Linked DNA regions of Mus musculus: region 1 is linked to region 2. The links are chromatin contacts, called in public capture Hi-C maps. All regions are on one chromosome and are shown on one strand. Each heading gives the region's core, a stretch centred on a gene start, on an enhancer-like site or on the middle of the called end of the contact. The rest is flanking DNA. Distances are from core to core; before and after follow the strand shown. Region 1 has its middle 59 kb from the start of Gm40309. Region 2 overlaps Ugdh (UDP-glucose dehydrogenase).

Evidence for each region. Capture Hi-C pulls out chosen DNA fragments and counts their contacts.
Region 1: a capture Hi-C map of embryonic stem cells shows a contact between it and region 2, with 4 times the contacts expected there. The contact joins two enhancer-like sites. A contact is called at or near these places in 4 of 39 promoter capture datasets (the 3T3-L1 cell line, 3T3-L1-derived adipocytes and the C10 cell line), 1 of 15 datasets of contacts at CTCF or cohesin (large pre-B cells), 21 of 484 Hi-C or Micro-C datasets (the C2C12 cell line, ECoMG myeloid progenitors, the G1E-ER4 cell line and 10 more), 1 of 115 datasets of contacts at active chromatin or transcription factors (embryonic stem cells) and 5 of 9 other capture datasets (adipose tissue, embryonic stem cells, embryonic tail and 2 more).

What each region holds. Positions count from the first base shown.
Region 1 is chr5:65,599,015-65,601,714 of GRCm38.p6, forward strand. No RefSeq gene overlaps it. Among named protein-coding and RNA genes, the nearest start is that of Gm40309, 59 kb to the left of the region's middle. Within about 2 kb of position 1,352, at least 9 of the 459 cell types and tissues checked have an H3K27ac peak or open chromatin away from gene starts, as enhancers often do. A contact at or near this core is called in embryonic stem cells, where this site is marked.
Region 2 is chr5:65,414,544-65,417,243 of GRCm38.p6, forward strand. Ugdh (UDP-glucose dehydrogenase) reads right to left here. Exons shown (of 12, transcript NM_009466.2): 10 at 2,478-2,569; 11 at 2,282-2,392. Among named protein-coding and RNA genes, the nearest start is that of Ugdh, 20 kb to the right of the region's middle. RefSeq lists an enhancer at 432-2,029. Within about 2 kb of position 1,253, at least 121 of the 459 cell types and tissues checked have an H3K27ac peak or open chromatin away from gene starts, as enhancers often do. A contact at or near this core is called in embryonic stem cells, where this site is marked.

The sequences.
Region 1 (2,700 bases), core at 102-2,601, 180 kb after region 2:
TCTTCTTTCTAGACAGGGAATTGATTCATCACATTAAACAAGAAGCAGTTAGACGCCCTCAACAACTTCATAGTGATGGTGTGCGTGCTAAGAGTTACAGCTTCATAGTGACGGTGTGCGTGCTAAGAGTTACAGCTTCATAGTGACGGTGTGCGTGCTAAGAGTTACAGCTTCATAGTGATGGTGTGTGTGCTAAGAGTTACAGCTTCATAGTGATGGTGTGTGTGCTAAGTTTCTGTGAATTGTCAAGTCTTTGAGTTTGTGAAGGACTTAGGTTCCTAGTCACCTGCTTTGTACTGGAACATTACAGAGCTGAGTTCTGAGCGAGCGTTTAAGTTCCTCTCTTCCCCTGGTGTTTGAGGCAACACTGTTCAGTTTTCATATTTCCACACAAGTTGTGGCAAGGTTGTGTTGTACCATGAAAACTCTGAATGCTCTTGATGTCATGATTAATCTTAGTTTTAATTTAAGATGACTAAGCTGGTACTAGGTGTTGTGGTATTGATTTCAATATTCAGGAGGCAGAGAGAGACAGGCAGATTTGAGGCTAGCCCTGTCTATGTGTCCAGTTCCAGGTTTACCAAGCTACATTGTTAGACCATATAATAAACATAAAGCCAGCTTTTTTTCTGATCTTGTTCTTCATCTAGGTAAGTATTTAGTGTTTAACAGTGTTTGAAACAATCATTTGCAATGGTAGAGGTGTATCCAGGTGTGTAAGCCTGCTGCTCCAATCTCAGAACTTGGCAAGCCGAGGCAGCAGGATCAGCAGTCCCGCCTCTGATCCTGCCCGTGTGTCCTACAGACCTGAATTTGTTCAGTAGTGGGCCAAACAGATTCCTTCGTGTTCAAGCCCAAAGCGGCAGCAAACTGGCTTACTTACAAGTTTGCTTGGTAAAGTACATAGACCTAATGACCTAATTATCGAACCTCTTAAACTGATTGTGGGGTGGGGAGTTTAGCTCAGTAGCTCATCAGTTGCCTAAACTAACTTTCTATCACATAGGACTGCAAAATCTCATGTAACCAACAAAACAGACAGTGCCAGCGTAGTGCACTGGAGAGTTGTTTCTGTTGCTTGTCGGGGAGCTAGAGTGAGGAGTAGGAAGGGCTTTTTCTCTTTCAAGGCAGTGTAGCCCTGGCTGTCCTGGAACTCAGTCTGTAGACCAGGCTGGCCTCAAACTCAGAAATCCACCTGCCTCTGCCTCCTGAGTGCTGGGATTAAAGGCACGAGCCACCATCACCCAGCGGAAGTGCTTTTTCATAAACCAAGGCTGCATCTAAGACAAGCTCTCACCAGTAAGGTGGTCAACATTAAGGCAGGAACCACTTGGTGTTTGACCTTAGAGAAGTAGCTCCGCTGCATAACCTGAAAGCAGGGCTGTACTTGGGCAGAGTACACTGAGCATACTTGAGGCTCTAGTACTGACTTTAAAACTGAGAAGAGTATAATATATGCTTGTAATCCTGACACTGAGGACGCTGAGGCTGGAGGATCGCTATGATTTGAGATTAGTGAGAGTTTCATAGATCCTTTGTTTAAAAGAAAAACAAAAAAACTGGGGAGTAGGGTTTATAGTCTAAGACAAAACTGCAATCCGGAAATAGCCAATTTACATAACACTAGCACAATTGTCTTTGTTCATGACAGTTATTCTAAATGTTCACTTTTGGTTTTGAGAATCAGTAACAGGGTACCTGTGTTGCACACTGTATCAGTTCTCAGAAGCACAAGGATTTTTTTGTATCAACAAAAGATCCGAGGAAAGCATGCTACCTCCTTTTTCTTGCTACTACTGGTATCACAATTCACACATTTGCATGTGAGTCAGAGGATACCTAATGTCTTTCTCTTTCGGAAAGGGTCTTACCCTAGTGCTATGTGTGTCCATGCCTGTTTTGAGATTCTGGGACTCAGGCTCAGATCCTCATGAAAGAGCATGCACTCTGTTGCATGAAAGCAAGATGGCATATGAGCTCAGGTAGGTCCTGTAGCATGTATGGGGCTCTGGGTTCCGTTGCCAATAGTGTGCAGCCCAGCCCCTGCCTGCAGTGTATCCCTTCACTAAGCACATCTTCCGACCCAGGGCACTTCTGGTTTGTACTTTGAAACACCTTCTGATCCATATAATGGCACCTCTCTTCAGTGTGGCAATGGTCAGTTCATGCCTTTGAAGAGATCTTTTTCCTGGAGGGCAGCCATGGAGAGCCAGTGTGGGTCCTACGGGAAGTGACACTGCACCAGGCCCATTTGCGATGCAGCCAGTGGTGTACTTGCCAGTTCCTAGCACTACCCTTAGATAAATTTAAAGAAGGAGATGTGCACAATTACTCCTTGAGTATACCAGCTTGGCTTTGAGATTATACTGTATCCTTGCTAATGCTCGGGTTTTTATTTTACTTGTTCACACAGGGTTTCACTGTCCTGGAAATTACAGTATGACCAGGCTGGCTTCAAACTTGGGGGACTTTTTCTCCCAGTGCTAGGATTACATGTTTATGTGACCATGCCTCATTACTGCTGTTCATATTTTCGAGCATGAGGATTTCTTCAAGAAACAGTAGAGCTGTTCTATCACACCTGGTTAAAAATGCAAACCTGGATTTGCCTTTTAGAAATTGCAACATGGATTTGATATTTTAGCTCCAGTTGTGGTGGTGCACACCCTTGTCACAGCAATAGGAGGCAGAAGTAGGTTC
Region 2 (2,700 bases), core at 3-2,502:
TGCCTATATGTGCACATACTAGGAACTGAAATCAGGGCCTCCTGAAGAGCAGTGAGTACTCTTAAAGTCCGAGCCACCTCTCCAGTCCACACCACCCCTTACCAGTGTAAATTTATCTTTTCTCTAGTAGAGATAAACATACTATTCTATTTCTATATCTCGTTTGAATTAAAAGTTAATTCTTTCATCTGACTCACACTACAAGGGATGCCTGCTTTATTTACAGTAGTCTATTTTCTTACCGAGTGACTTACATACTCTCCCTGAGTTAGGGCTCCCATTTCCTATTTTATCTTTGAGGCAGGCCTGGAGCTACCTATGCAGCAGAGGTGACCTTGCACTCCTGGTCACCCTGCTTCTGCCTCCCAAGTGCACAAGTGGAGAAGGGCGCTACCAAACCCAGCTGAATTCAATTAAAAAAAAAATCTTACTGGGGAGTTAAGTTTTCAAAGAACTCAGGATCATTCTTTTTTTTTTTTTTATATTTATTTGTTTATTTCATGTATGTGAATACACTGTTGCTGTCCTCAGACACACTAGAAGAGGGCATCTAATCCCATTACAGATGGTTGTGAGCCACCATGTGGTTGCTGGGAATTGAACTCAGGACCTCTGGAAGAGCAGTCAGTGCTCTTAACCGCTGAGCCATCTCTCCAGCCCCAGGATCATTCATTTTTATATGCCTATATGTGCATATATATATGTACACTGTGTATGTGGCTGGTATCCTTGGAGACAAGAAGAGGACCCCTAATTACCTAGAACTGGAGTTAGAGATGTCTGTGACTCACCATGTGGGTGCTGGAAGGGTCCTGTGCAAGAGCAGAGCCATTTCTCCAGGCATTGAGTTAGTTAGTTAGTTAGTTAGTTAGTTAGTTAGTTGTTGTGACAGGTTTTCTGTAGCTGTCCTGGAACTCACTACATAGATAGACCAGGCTGGCCTGAAACTCAGGGATCCAACTGTCTCTGTCTCCCAAGACCTGGGATTAAAGGTATGCACCCAGCTAAAACTTTTAAAAATATTTATCTTTCTATATTTGTCTTGGAAATAACATTTAAAAAACAACACTCCAAAGTTTAAATCAAAACCAGGGAAAAGCAGCCCTGCTGCTCACTTGCTCGCTAAGGAGAGTAAGATGGGGGAGTTTCCAAGGAGTTAACAGAGTTGCCAGCTGACTCTGCTGAGACCTCGTATCTCACAAACAAACGGCAGAGAAAAGGCCCTCTAGCGAGTGAGTGAGAGGTTAAAGAAAGCAGACCAGTCTTTGTGGTGAGCAGATAAGGCCTTCCTGGCGCTGCCGCTAAGCCAGTGCTAAGGCCGTGCTGAAGCTCAGTTTGGCGCCATGCTGGCGGCGGCGGCCCTCCTCCACCAACTGTTCTTCGTCTTCCCTAAATTACTCTGCCAGGAGCCTCTCCGCCGTCCACACGGCTGCAGGAGGCTGCAAGTAACAACTCGCTAGTACTTGCAGAGCCCTGGTGCAGCAAAGACCGGTGACACACAGATGCTCTGCTCTGGGCCTGTTCTGCCAGCTCCCCAGCTCCACATGAATGAATGCGAATGCAGACAGGGCTCCTAAGGCCCACATTGTTCCCTCAGACTTCTCACGGCACAGGCAGGGCTGAGTGTCTGAAAGGTACGGGAGCAACACCAGGCCGGCCACGAGCCTGGGTACCCGGCGAGGTGGATGGTAGCTATTCTCACAGGAGGATGACAGTGTTGTTCCAGGTGAAGCAGTTCCTCAGAGGCCACCCACAGTCAAACCCCACCCCTCACCCAGGCTTCACTGGGGTAAAGCTCAGCTGTGCATAACAAGAGTGCACCATGGAACCACAGTGGGTCTTCTTCACCTTTACGATAGGGCACACACTGTTTCCGTATGATAGGCACCTGATACCCTTCTACTGCCAAGTAAAGGACACCAACCTTAGGTTACAAACGAACAACCCAGACTTTGCAGAGAACAGGCCTCTTGTCCTGGTTATCTTACTGTCCTACTGCTAACTTAGAAAATGTGACGCTTTGAAACCCATCAATGGGTTCACAGATCGTCTGGGTGGGCACTGAGGTGGCTCAGAGGGTAAAGGTACTTCTGCCCAAGCCCGAAGCCCTGTGACAGGAGAAGGAAGGGGTGGGCGAACTGACTCTACAAAGTTGTCCTCTGACCTCCACATATGCCCCACCCAAAGTCATGCATATACACACACAATAATAACTAAAACAAAATAATGATAACCAGACCAAACCAAACAAGCAAAACAGCCGGCTTAGAATCCTGATTACCTGGAAGCCAATGGTCTGTAGCTCACTGTGGAGCCCATCCAGGACACGCCGACCATCAAAGATAAAGGCTGGCTTCAGCATTTTTTTATGAATCCGTTCGTAATCCAGTTCCTGTGTAGATGTACCAGTGAATAATTAGGACACACATGTAGACACAGACCCAACTTGTGTTTGCACTGGAATGCCTCTACATCACCTTAAACATGTCCCACTCAGTGCAGATAACGAGGGCATGGGCGCCATCACACGCTTCGTATGGGTCCTTGGAAATGGTCACCAGTCTGGACACTATAAAAACAGCAACGACCAAGAGAGATGAGACACAAACGAGGCACGGGAAGTTACGTGTTTTAACACTGTAGAAGGAGTGTCTGACAGTGAATGAATGGGAAGTGGGAGCCAGGAGCAACCCCACACTT